2 separate regions of the Gossypium hirsutum genome follow, and region 2 is linked to region 1. A link is a contact called in public Hi-C data. All regions are on one chromosome and are shown on one strand. The core of a region is the stretch at or near the end of the contact, and the rest is flanking DNA. Distances in the headings are between cores, read along the strand shown. Region 1 has its middle 5.6 kb from the start of LOC121220922. Region 2 holds the start of LOC107908701 (zinc finger A20 and AN1 domain-containing stress-associated protein 6).

The links. Hi-C and Micro-C count contacts between places; a contact is called where the count stands out from the background.
Region 2: a Hi-C map of leaf shows a contact between it and region 1, with 1.9 times the contacts expected there. The contact joins the promoter of LOC107908701 here to the enhancer-like site in region 1. A contact is called at or near these places in 13 of 34 Hi-C or Micro-C datasets (callus, fibers, hypocotyl and 2 more).

What each region holds. Positions count from the first base shown.
Region 1 is chrD09:43,893,154-43,897,889 of Gossypium_hirsutum_v2.1, reverse strand. No RefSeq gene overlaps it. Among protein-coding and RNA genes, the nearest start is that of LOC121220922, 5.6 kb to the right of the region's middle. Within about 2 kb of position 2,494, at least 3 of the 9 cell types and tissues checked have an H3K27ac peak or open chromatin away from gene starts, as enhancers often do. A contact at or near this core is called in leaf, where this site is marked.
Region 2 is chrD09:43,931,411-43,936,321 of Gossypium_hirsutum_v2.1, reverse strand. It overlaps LOC107908701 (zinc finger A20 and AN1 domain-containing stress-associated protein 6), which reads left to right and starts at 2,599. Exons shown (of 2, transcript XM_016835939.2): 1 at 2,599-2,852; 2 at 2,927-3,874. The coding sequence starts at 2,789. The coding sequence ends at 3,501.

The DNA.
Region 1 (4,736 bases), core at 1,245-3,744:
CCAAATAATGTCTAAAAGCCATAAAATAAACCTTGTTTTCCCAAAATAAATTTTAACCTCAAAACTAAAAAAATAGTATTTGAAAGCTAAGAACCAAATTGGATTGAACAAAACTATCATGGATAGTTTAAAAATCTAAAATAAACCAATTGAATCGAACAAAACTCACCCTTACAAATAGCTCTCATTAGGTTGTGTTGATCTCTTGCACTCGATTACTCATGACCATATGAGCTTTTAAAGCATCCAATGTAGCCTCAAGCTCTTCAATTCTCTGGTAGTCTTCTAACCCGTAGCCTCGCGCCATCACCATCTTCTAAATAACAAGCTTTGTTTACTCGTTTGGTAGCCAATATGACCCTTGAATAGATGCTTTCACGTATGTTAGACAACCATTTAAATAACTTATCTAATGACAGACAAGCCACAAGTTAGTTCTCAAGTAACAATGCGATTTGCTGAGGCACAAGGAATAAAAAAAGTTTTATTAATTTTGAAGGGATAATTATCAAAACTAGACATGAACTTTGAACAAATGTGCATTTTTATACATGAGATTTCCATTTGATTTAATTTTCACAAATCACTTACACAATTATCATTATAAAATCATTTTATGTTTACACATTGCATACATAAATTATTATATTTAAATGTGTACAGTTGAATCAAGATTAAAATTTTATGTATATATTTGATTCACAATCAAAATCTCAATGGTATAATTGTACAAAATCAAAATTAATGTAAGGAATTACGCTAAATTGAAATTAATGTGTAATAACCATCTTAAAAACATTACAAATTAAAAGGACTAGAAAAGAGACCCTCTTTCCCACACAATTATTAGGCAATCCTGAATGATGTGCGTGGTACAGTGGATCAGTCCAACAATCTGGAAAGAAAAGGACAACTTTGTTTGGACATGTGGATCATAAACAGATTCAAGCATTCAATTTTAAGCCTTCAACAATGGAAGCGAATTTAGAAGGCTCCTTACTTGACATCAAAATCAAATCATAAAAGATCCAACACCATGGCTAGTACTATTGTCTAAATCAAATCAAATTCAACTTGTTGGATTGAACGTATATTATTTTTTTCTATTATAAAGATGCAATTGTCCGCTTAGCCATTAACTTTTAATTTGATTGATGGAATTTAGGAGCAAGTTTGCAAGTAGACAAGATGAAGGGTAATGATGGCAGTGGAAGAAGAGATTTTCCAGTGTTGAAAGGTGAAGGCAACAAAACTTTAATTAAAGAATTCTGGTTGCATGATTAATAAGTAATGAAAATAGTTGCATTAAAATAAATAAATAAACAAAAGGGGGTTTGTGACCAAACATTGGTGCTTTGCTTATCCAAATAGAGGGTTTCATCAGTAGAGTGAAATAATTTTGCCCAAGGTAAATAACAAACGATTTCTTAGCATGCCTCCTAAATATTAGGCACTAATCTTTTGGATTCATAATGATGTTCTTTAAAAGTCAAATTGGGTGCTTTTCTTGTTTCTTTAGCTATGCCTATGATGTGAGCTACTAATTCATTCATTTGTTTTCCGCTGCAAGGAAGGATTACCATTTCCACCTAAAATGTGCAATTCCAATTTTATCTCGCTAAATTTTATGTGTAATATTTTAGTATTTTTAAAATTTATAATTCAAATTATTATTTATGAACAAGGCATAAAATTGAATCATCGTAGCTACTCCGTATTCACGTAATATACAAATTTCAAGATTTTATTATGAATGTCAAAGAAAATTTTATACTTATTCACTTTTTCTTTTTAAGAAGAAAGTAGTGTGAAATGAATCTGAGATGAACCCCAACCTAAAAAAAAGGTATGAAGTATAAGCACGCAATTGGTTTGGGCTTTAATCATTTGGTCCAGCCCTTCTTAGATATTTTTTCCCCATCTATAAAATAAAAATAAGGTTTAAATATATTATAAGTTTTTTTATTTTTTTTTTATAAATTTAGAATTTATTCCATATACTTTTATTTTCGCATTTAGTTCCTTTACTTTTTCAGATTTTAAAATTCAAGTCAAATTGCTAACACCGTTAAAATTCTTTTGTTAAGTTCATGTTCATTACAATATAAATTCTTTTAGTTGGTGAATATTTTTTTATATTTCAAAATGTCACAAAAATAAATTTAACAAAAAAAATTTAACAGTGTTAATAATTAGACCTGAATTTTAAAATCTAAAAAGTAGAGGGACTAAATTCATGAAAAGAAAAGTACAGTGATTAGATTTTAAATATAGGAAAAAGTAGGAAGAGTTATAGCCTAAAAATGTTGCTTCTTTGGGTTGGATTTTGTGGGGTTTAGGAAGGGGCAAAGCAGCAAATTTAGAGAAAATAGAATTTGTGTTTGAATGAAGATGTTGTTGGATTTTAATATTTTAGAATCTCAAAAGAACACAAGGAATTGTAAACTAAAAAGCCCACTGCTCACTACTAAACCTTTGTCTGTGTGGGTATGATGAAGAAGATTTTGGGTTGTACATCGCTGCTTTTGAAAACTAAGTGGTCCCTAAAATCTTCCACTCTAAAGTTTTTAAATGTATGAGAGAAAACCCTCTAAGGCTAAGGTCACGTGTAGGGTTGGATGCAGTTGCTAACCATGATAATGTTGAAATTTTCATCATTAGCCATGCAGGGGATTGAAATCATGAGATATCATTAACTATGACCTCAGAAAAGTTGAAATTTCCTTCAAGGACTTTAAAATGTTTGATGAGGTCATGCCCCCATGGCCATGGGGCTTCCTTAAATTAACCCATTTTACAACAACAAAAATGATTTCTTATTCTTTATCTTTATATATTCAATACAAAAAGAAAAAGGATTTTCAATTATTGAAAACCTTCCTTTACTTATGGGGCATTTAACTTATGATCCCAAATTTTGGATTTTGATTCAAGGGATGTTTATTTGTTCACAATTAGTATTAATAGATGTTAATAATTTATGGGTTTGGTTAATTTGGATTTTGATAATATAGCATCTAATAATTAAAGAGAATATGAAATTTTAGAGAGAAAAATTAAAAAAAAAGGGCAAAAGAGGAAAAAGGAAAATCATCATGCAAGAATATGAAAAGAGAAATGAGGGCATGATATAAAATAAAAAGAAAAGAGTTTTATATCTTTCACGTGTGTAGGTGAAGCATTTCAATACTGCCCCAATCATATCTGCACAGTTCTAAAAGCTATATAAAATCACCTCTCCTCCACAAACCACTGGATTTAGGGTATTTTTTTAAACAATTTAATGCATTCTAAGAGTTAAACTAAAATTAAAACATGAACATTCTAGTTGTGAATTGAATCAGTAAAATTAATGTATTTTAAATACGAAAAATGTTGTTGATTAGGGAGAGGGGAGGGGGCATTCCAAATTACAGCAATATAAAATATTAAGGAGGTATTAGAGGGATAATTAAAAAGGGGGGGAAGTGTGACAATTATTATGGGGGGGTTTGCCATCATTGGGTGTTTCAGAAACAGACTTAAAAACTCTAGCAGTATAGCCAATTTTACACATTGTCTTTGGGCAGACCTCTTTTGTCCCCCCTCCCACCCCCCCTATGCCTGTTGGTTGACTGCATCATATGGTTTGAACAGCAGATTTGGCTTTCTGCTTGTACCACCACATCTTGCATTTCTACCTATGTTCAATGCTAATAGCTCTTTAAAGCTATACAAGTAGTGTCTAATTTATCCAAATTCGATTTTTTTTTGTTTAAATTCAGCTCTATATATATATATAACTCCATTAATAAAAAATTAATTTTATTTCATTTAAAATTTTAATAATTTAAAATTATTTAAACATCGTCAATTCAATTATAAAAAGATAAATATATCTAAATCCGAACCTAAACCATCCAAAAATAATAGGTCATAAATTTTATTTTCTTTGCCAAACATTTCTTTCAGTTCAAGAATATTAATTAAGGTCTTATTTGATAACCCGTTGAAAAGATTAAATTAATTTAAAATTAATGTTTTGAGTGATTTAATCTTTTATATATATACATTTGATAATTCAAAATAAAAACAATCCAATATAATTTTTACATAAAAAAAGTACAGAAAATAATAAGTAGATAAAAGCTACTTATTTCTTAATGAAAAATATTTTTAATTAATTCAATTTTAATTTATTTATTTTAATATTATATTTTCATATAAAAATTTTACATTCAAATTTTGACTGTTGTGTTAAAATAAGGTGAAATATTTAAAAATTAAAGATAAAATGTAGAATATAATTTTTAAAATCTATATTTATGAAACAATCTAATTATATTCCATAACTAATTTTAAATAATATATCAAATAAATTTTATAATTTAATTTCAGTACTTAAATTTTCAATATTTAATTTTTCAACACTTATTTTTATTATTATTATCAAATAGCACCTAATTTAAGACATATAGCATAAACTTAATTATAGGCTTAAATGTTAGAAAAATCCTAGTAGAATAATTAAAAAAAAACTAACTAGTCTCTCTTTAGTTTTTGAAATTATTTTCTATTTCCATTTTCCATTTTGAGAAACAATTTTATTTTTTTAAATTGAAAAACTCGTCTAATAAATAGAAATAAAAATTTATTTCCAATAATAAAATCATGAAAACATGTTCGGTAACTATTTTTCTATAATAAAAACATGAGAAAAAAAAACATTTTATAGTTATATGGATTTGAACTAGAAT
Region 2 (4,911 bases), core at 1,350-3,849, 38 kb before region 1:
AGTTGTTATCCTACCGGGATCTCTTGATCTTCCACTAAACTGATGAGTCGGCAAGAATTACTTATCTTTCAACCTTACAATCCAGACTGGATTGGGGTAAGGGGTTCACGGATAGACAATACTAATTTTGGGTTAATTCTCACCTAGATGACTACCTAAGGTTGTCCCAAATAGCTAATCTGCTAATAAACCCTACATAGAAATTAATTAATCACACTTCCACTCACTAATCCCCCGTAAGAGGATTAATTCCTCATGGATTTCATAAACAATGTGAACTTGATAAATAAAGTAAACATGAAGAATGAATCAAGAATAAAAGTTTAAAAAGAAATTATGATTTTATTAAATAATTGAAGCACATAAATTCACGGAGTGTTTGGCTAAATCCACAAATCAGATTCTCTGAATGTCATGAACAAAAACAAACTGAAATAAATCCTAAGTCTAAAAAGAACTAAAAATTGAAAACTAAATCAAATTCTCTTAAAATTTTATTCTTGATTTGTTCTTCATGTTTATTTTATTTATGGAGTTCATACATTTTACAAGATCCATGAGGAACTAATCCTCTTCATGTGGGATTAGTGAGTGGACGTGTGATTAATTAATTGTTATGTAGGGTTTCTTAGTGGATCAATTGTTTGGGATAGGAAGAACTTAAACCCTAGGCTTGACAACCTTAGGAAGTCATTTAGGTGGAATTAACCCAAAATTGGTATTGTCTATCCGTAAACCCCTTGCCCCAAATCAGTCTAGACGGTGAGGTTGAGAGATAATTAATTCTTGCCAACTTATTAGTTTGGTGAAAAATCGAAAGATCTTGCTAGGGTACCAACTAGTTGATTGAATAGAACTCTATATAGGAATTAGTTATGACAACTGAAGCGAGTTAGTCTCCCATGCTTAGATTGATTGAATTTATATATTAGTTTTCCCATTTTAGGATTTTCTGCATGCTTATTTATTTTCTTATAAAACACAATTTTTTCCCTTTATGTTCATCATGCTATAATTTATCTAAATTACTAATTAGATCTATTTATGTTTAGGTTAATATTTATTTAGTACTCGCCTCGCTTGTGTACGATCATCGAAATACTTATTGACTCTGTTTTAAAATTAAATTACAACCTGACCTGTATACTTACGGACACCGCATCAATTTCATATTTTTAGTAGCAGTGTTTACACTTTGGACGTTAGTACGTCCGGAGGCGGTCACCTGCATGGTGGTGTGAACCTGCCTTGTACGGGATCATATGCGAACTCATCACATGCGAATTCCAAGATGCAAACCATGTAAGTTGTGGGTCGATTCCAATCAGGTAACCGAGTAGCAGGTCGATAATGGCGAATACCATAACAAGTTAAAAAATACAGTTACTCAAAATCAATTCGACTTTTATTTATATTTTATTTATAATTAATTTTAATTTTTATGGTATAGAAATAAAAAAAATATATATATATTTAAAATAGTGGAGATAATTTAAAAGTTTTTGAAAACTTATTATTTTTTAAAAATATTAATGAAAAAACTTTAAAATATTATCATATAATATTTAAAATTCATAAAATAAAGTTATTTTGAAAAAAAATAAGTACAAAAATTGAAAACAAAAAAGAATATAGAAAATCGATAACAAAACAAAACTATGATAGAGGATTTATAAATTTCAAAATACCCAACCAAACTCAACCCTTTATCACCCCATATATAATAACTTGATTGCCAAAAATACTTTTCTGACCCTTTGTTAAAAAACTCATTTTTAAATTGTTAAAAGGCAATAAATTAGTATTTTCTTAGCCTTTGCAAATAAAATAATAAAAAATTTAAACTGCATTCGACATTCCTCCACCCCTTCTTAATATACCTCAATTTGATTTTAATGATTAATTTGATTTTTGAATTTTTTATTTAATTAAATATTTATATTTTTTTTATTAAAGCATGAATTCACATGATGCTGTTAAGTATGGATACCAAGTCAAATTTAAATACCAAAAAAAAAACTCTACTCCAAATCAAGCCTACGTGGAAATGAAACAAATCTTACATAATCATTTAAATTATTAATTAGCAGATTCCATACTTTTTTAAGTTTATTTTATGTTTGATGCTAATTCGGTGGTCCTCTGACAGAGCAAAGCTTTTAAACTTTCGTCAAGACCCTCAATCATTAGCCGCTGAACCATGCCACATATCATGGCTCATGCACCCAAACCGCACCACCTTCCTTCTCCCACTCGCCCCTAATGGCGCGTCTTCCGCTTAAGCCCTCGACGTATTAACCTCATCAATCAACACCATTTACACATTCTATTTTCTTCAAGAGTTTACAAATATATTTATAAATAAAATTTGTGTGTTTAAATAATTATAATTAAAAAATATAAGTTTGAGTACATTTAAACAAGTAAGTGTTTGAGAATTATGGATATTAGTAAATTGATCATAAATTTTTTTATTTTAAAAAATCATTAAATTTATAAAAACTGTTTCTTTTAGAAAATTTATACTAGGAAATGGAAAACCGTCACGTGAGAAGATAATTAGGTAAGACGTAGGTTAAGAGAAGTAGTGCGCGTGATTCATTTAAATTGTTGGTGTCTCTCTCTTCCTTGGTGTGTGCATCCATTTGCGTGGCCATATTTAATTTGCAGGCAATTAGAATAACCAAAGGCGGCTTCGCTGGACTTCCATTTTTGGCCTTTCAAAATTTAAAAATTATTGATTATTATTGCCCTATTCATCGTTGCTTCTTCCTTCCCACCCTTTAAGATGATTGCCTCTTTACGCTTTATTTCCTTTGTTCACATTCTTCCTTCCACCTTTTCCTTTCAAGGTACTTCCTTTTTCTTTCAATTTTTTTGCTTTACATTTCTCATGTTTCTCTTTTCCTGATTATCTCTGTTTTAGATCTCGCAGATCTTACCTCAAGTAAATTTAATTTCACAAGAAATTTAGCAGATCGAAAGATTTTTTCTTTTCTAAAAATGGCGGAGGAGCATAGATGCCAAACGCCGGAAGGCCACCGTCTTTGCGTTAACAACTGCGGCTTTTTCGGAAGTCCGGCGACAATGAATCTTTGCTCTAAATGTTATAGAGATTTCCGTCTTAAGGAACAACAGGGAGCTACTTCCATCAAATCATCTCTTTCTTCCTCTCCTTCGTCTTCATCAGTCGTTGTCGAATCCGTTTCTCAGGTTCCGCTGTTCACTCTGCCTGAATTCATTGGAGAATCGTCAGTTCCTTCGGTGGAGGTTGCCCTGGTGGCTGAGCAACGGCCGCAACAGCAACAACCGATTCGATGCATGGTTTGCAGGAAACGGGTCGGGTTGACCGGGTTCAGATGCAAATGCGAGATTACATTTTGCGGGTCCCATAGGTATCCAGAGAATCACGGGTGTACGTTCGATTTCAAGAAGGTTGGGAGAGAGGAGATTGCACGCGCTAATCCTGTGGTCAAAGCAGAGAAGCTGGAGAAGATTTGAGATGAAACTGGAGAAACCAGTGGATCCCTTGACTTTCGATGAAAGAAAAAAAAAAGCAAATGAAAATGATCTCTTTAAGATTGCGACACGTGTTTAGTGGTAGTCCCCACCATGAGGAGAAACCAGTTAGGCTGGACAAAATTATTTTCAGCCTAATAGGTTTTCTTAAAATATATATATAATTTTAATTTATGTCATTCTCTTTTGTAAAAAAAAGCCTTTTTTCATTTCCAATGTTTTCAAGTATTGATGTGTAACTGTGGTGGAAGCTATTTCCTTGAATTGAATGTGAAAAATAAAAATGTAAATAGAAGGAATGAGAGGGTTGTATATCAAGTACTTATCATTTAGAAAATCTTTGAATTCCATTCTATTCTAAGAGTTAAATCGAGTTTATTTTATTTATAAATGTATTCTAATATATATTACCCAATATTTGTATATGAAATAAGCTTCAGTATCTAAATTGTTAAAAACAACACCGGTTTATGGAAATAAGTATTCCAAAAATATGAGTAAAGTAGGGCATCCAATTTTTTTACGTGGTTTGGATAATTATTTTATCTCCTCTGAGCTTAACCTCCGCTAAACAATTATCATACTACACTCAATGATTAAAATCCTCAGCTACCCAAAAACTCAAGGTAAATGTTGTCTTACATTGTACCATTGTTTGTATTCTTTCTCTCGAAACAACCTCACATACAAGCAAAAGCAACATCTCAATAAAACCTATGAAATAAGAGATAAAATGCCAACATGTTCCCTAAGTGAACTCATAGACATACTAAACTTTGAGGTCGTGCACCCATTGGTATTGTATTTGGGGTTGGAGCTGATGATTATGAATTTTACGCATGTACTCCCGATCCCAGCCTCATGTGGGGCCTTGTTGGCATTCTACAACGAATTTGTCTACTCATTTCCACCTCTTGCAATAGATATGACTTATCATGAAGTCGAAACCATGTCATGTAATCAGAAGAGGTTGCCAAATCTGGTCGGACAATTGATTCGCACATAGGTATGAAATCATACTTATGTTCCCAGATGTAGATCTATTTGGCATGGAATTTAGGCCAATCTTCGTTGGTTCTCCACTGCATGTCGATCTTTTGAAGCTCATCGAGCTCTTGGGTGATGGCGAAATACTTTACATGAATCCGAACTGGCGCATCACTCAATCAGATTCATGCATCTCAATCATTGCAAAAACTATTAATGACACTTTGCCGTGCTAGATATTATGATCAGAGTATGGCATCAATTCAAACTATAGTATGAAATTATAAATTTTATTACGTACCTAACATTAAATTTCAAGTCATTACGTAAATATTATATAATTGAAAATTTCAAAAACTAACATCGGCTTTTAATTGTTGATCTAACAATAGTTAGATATCTTCG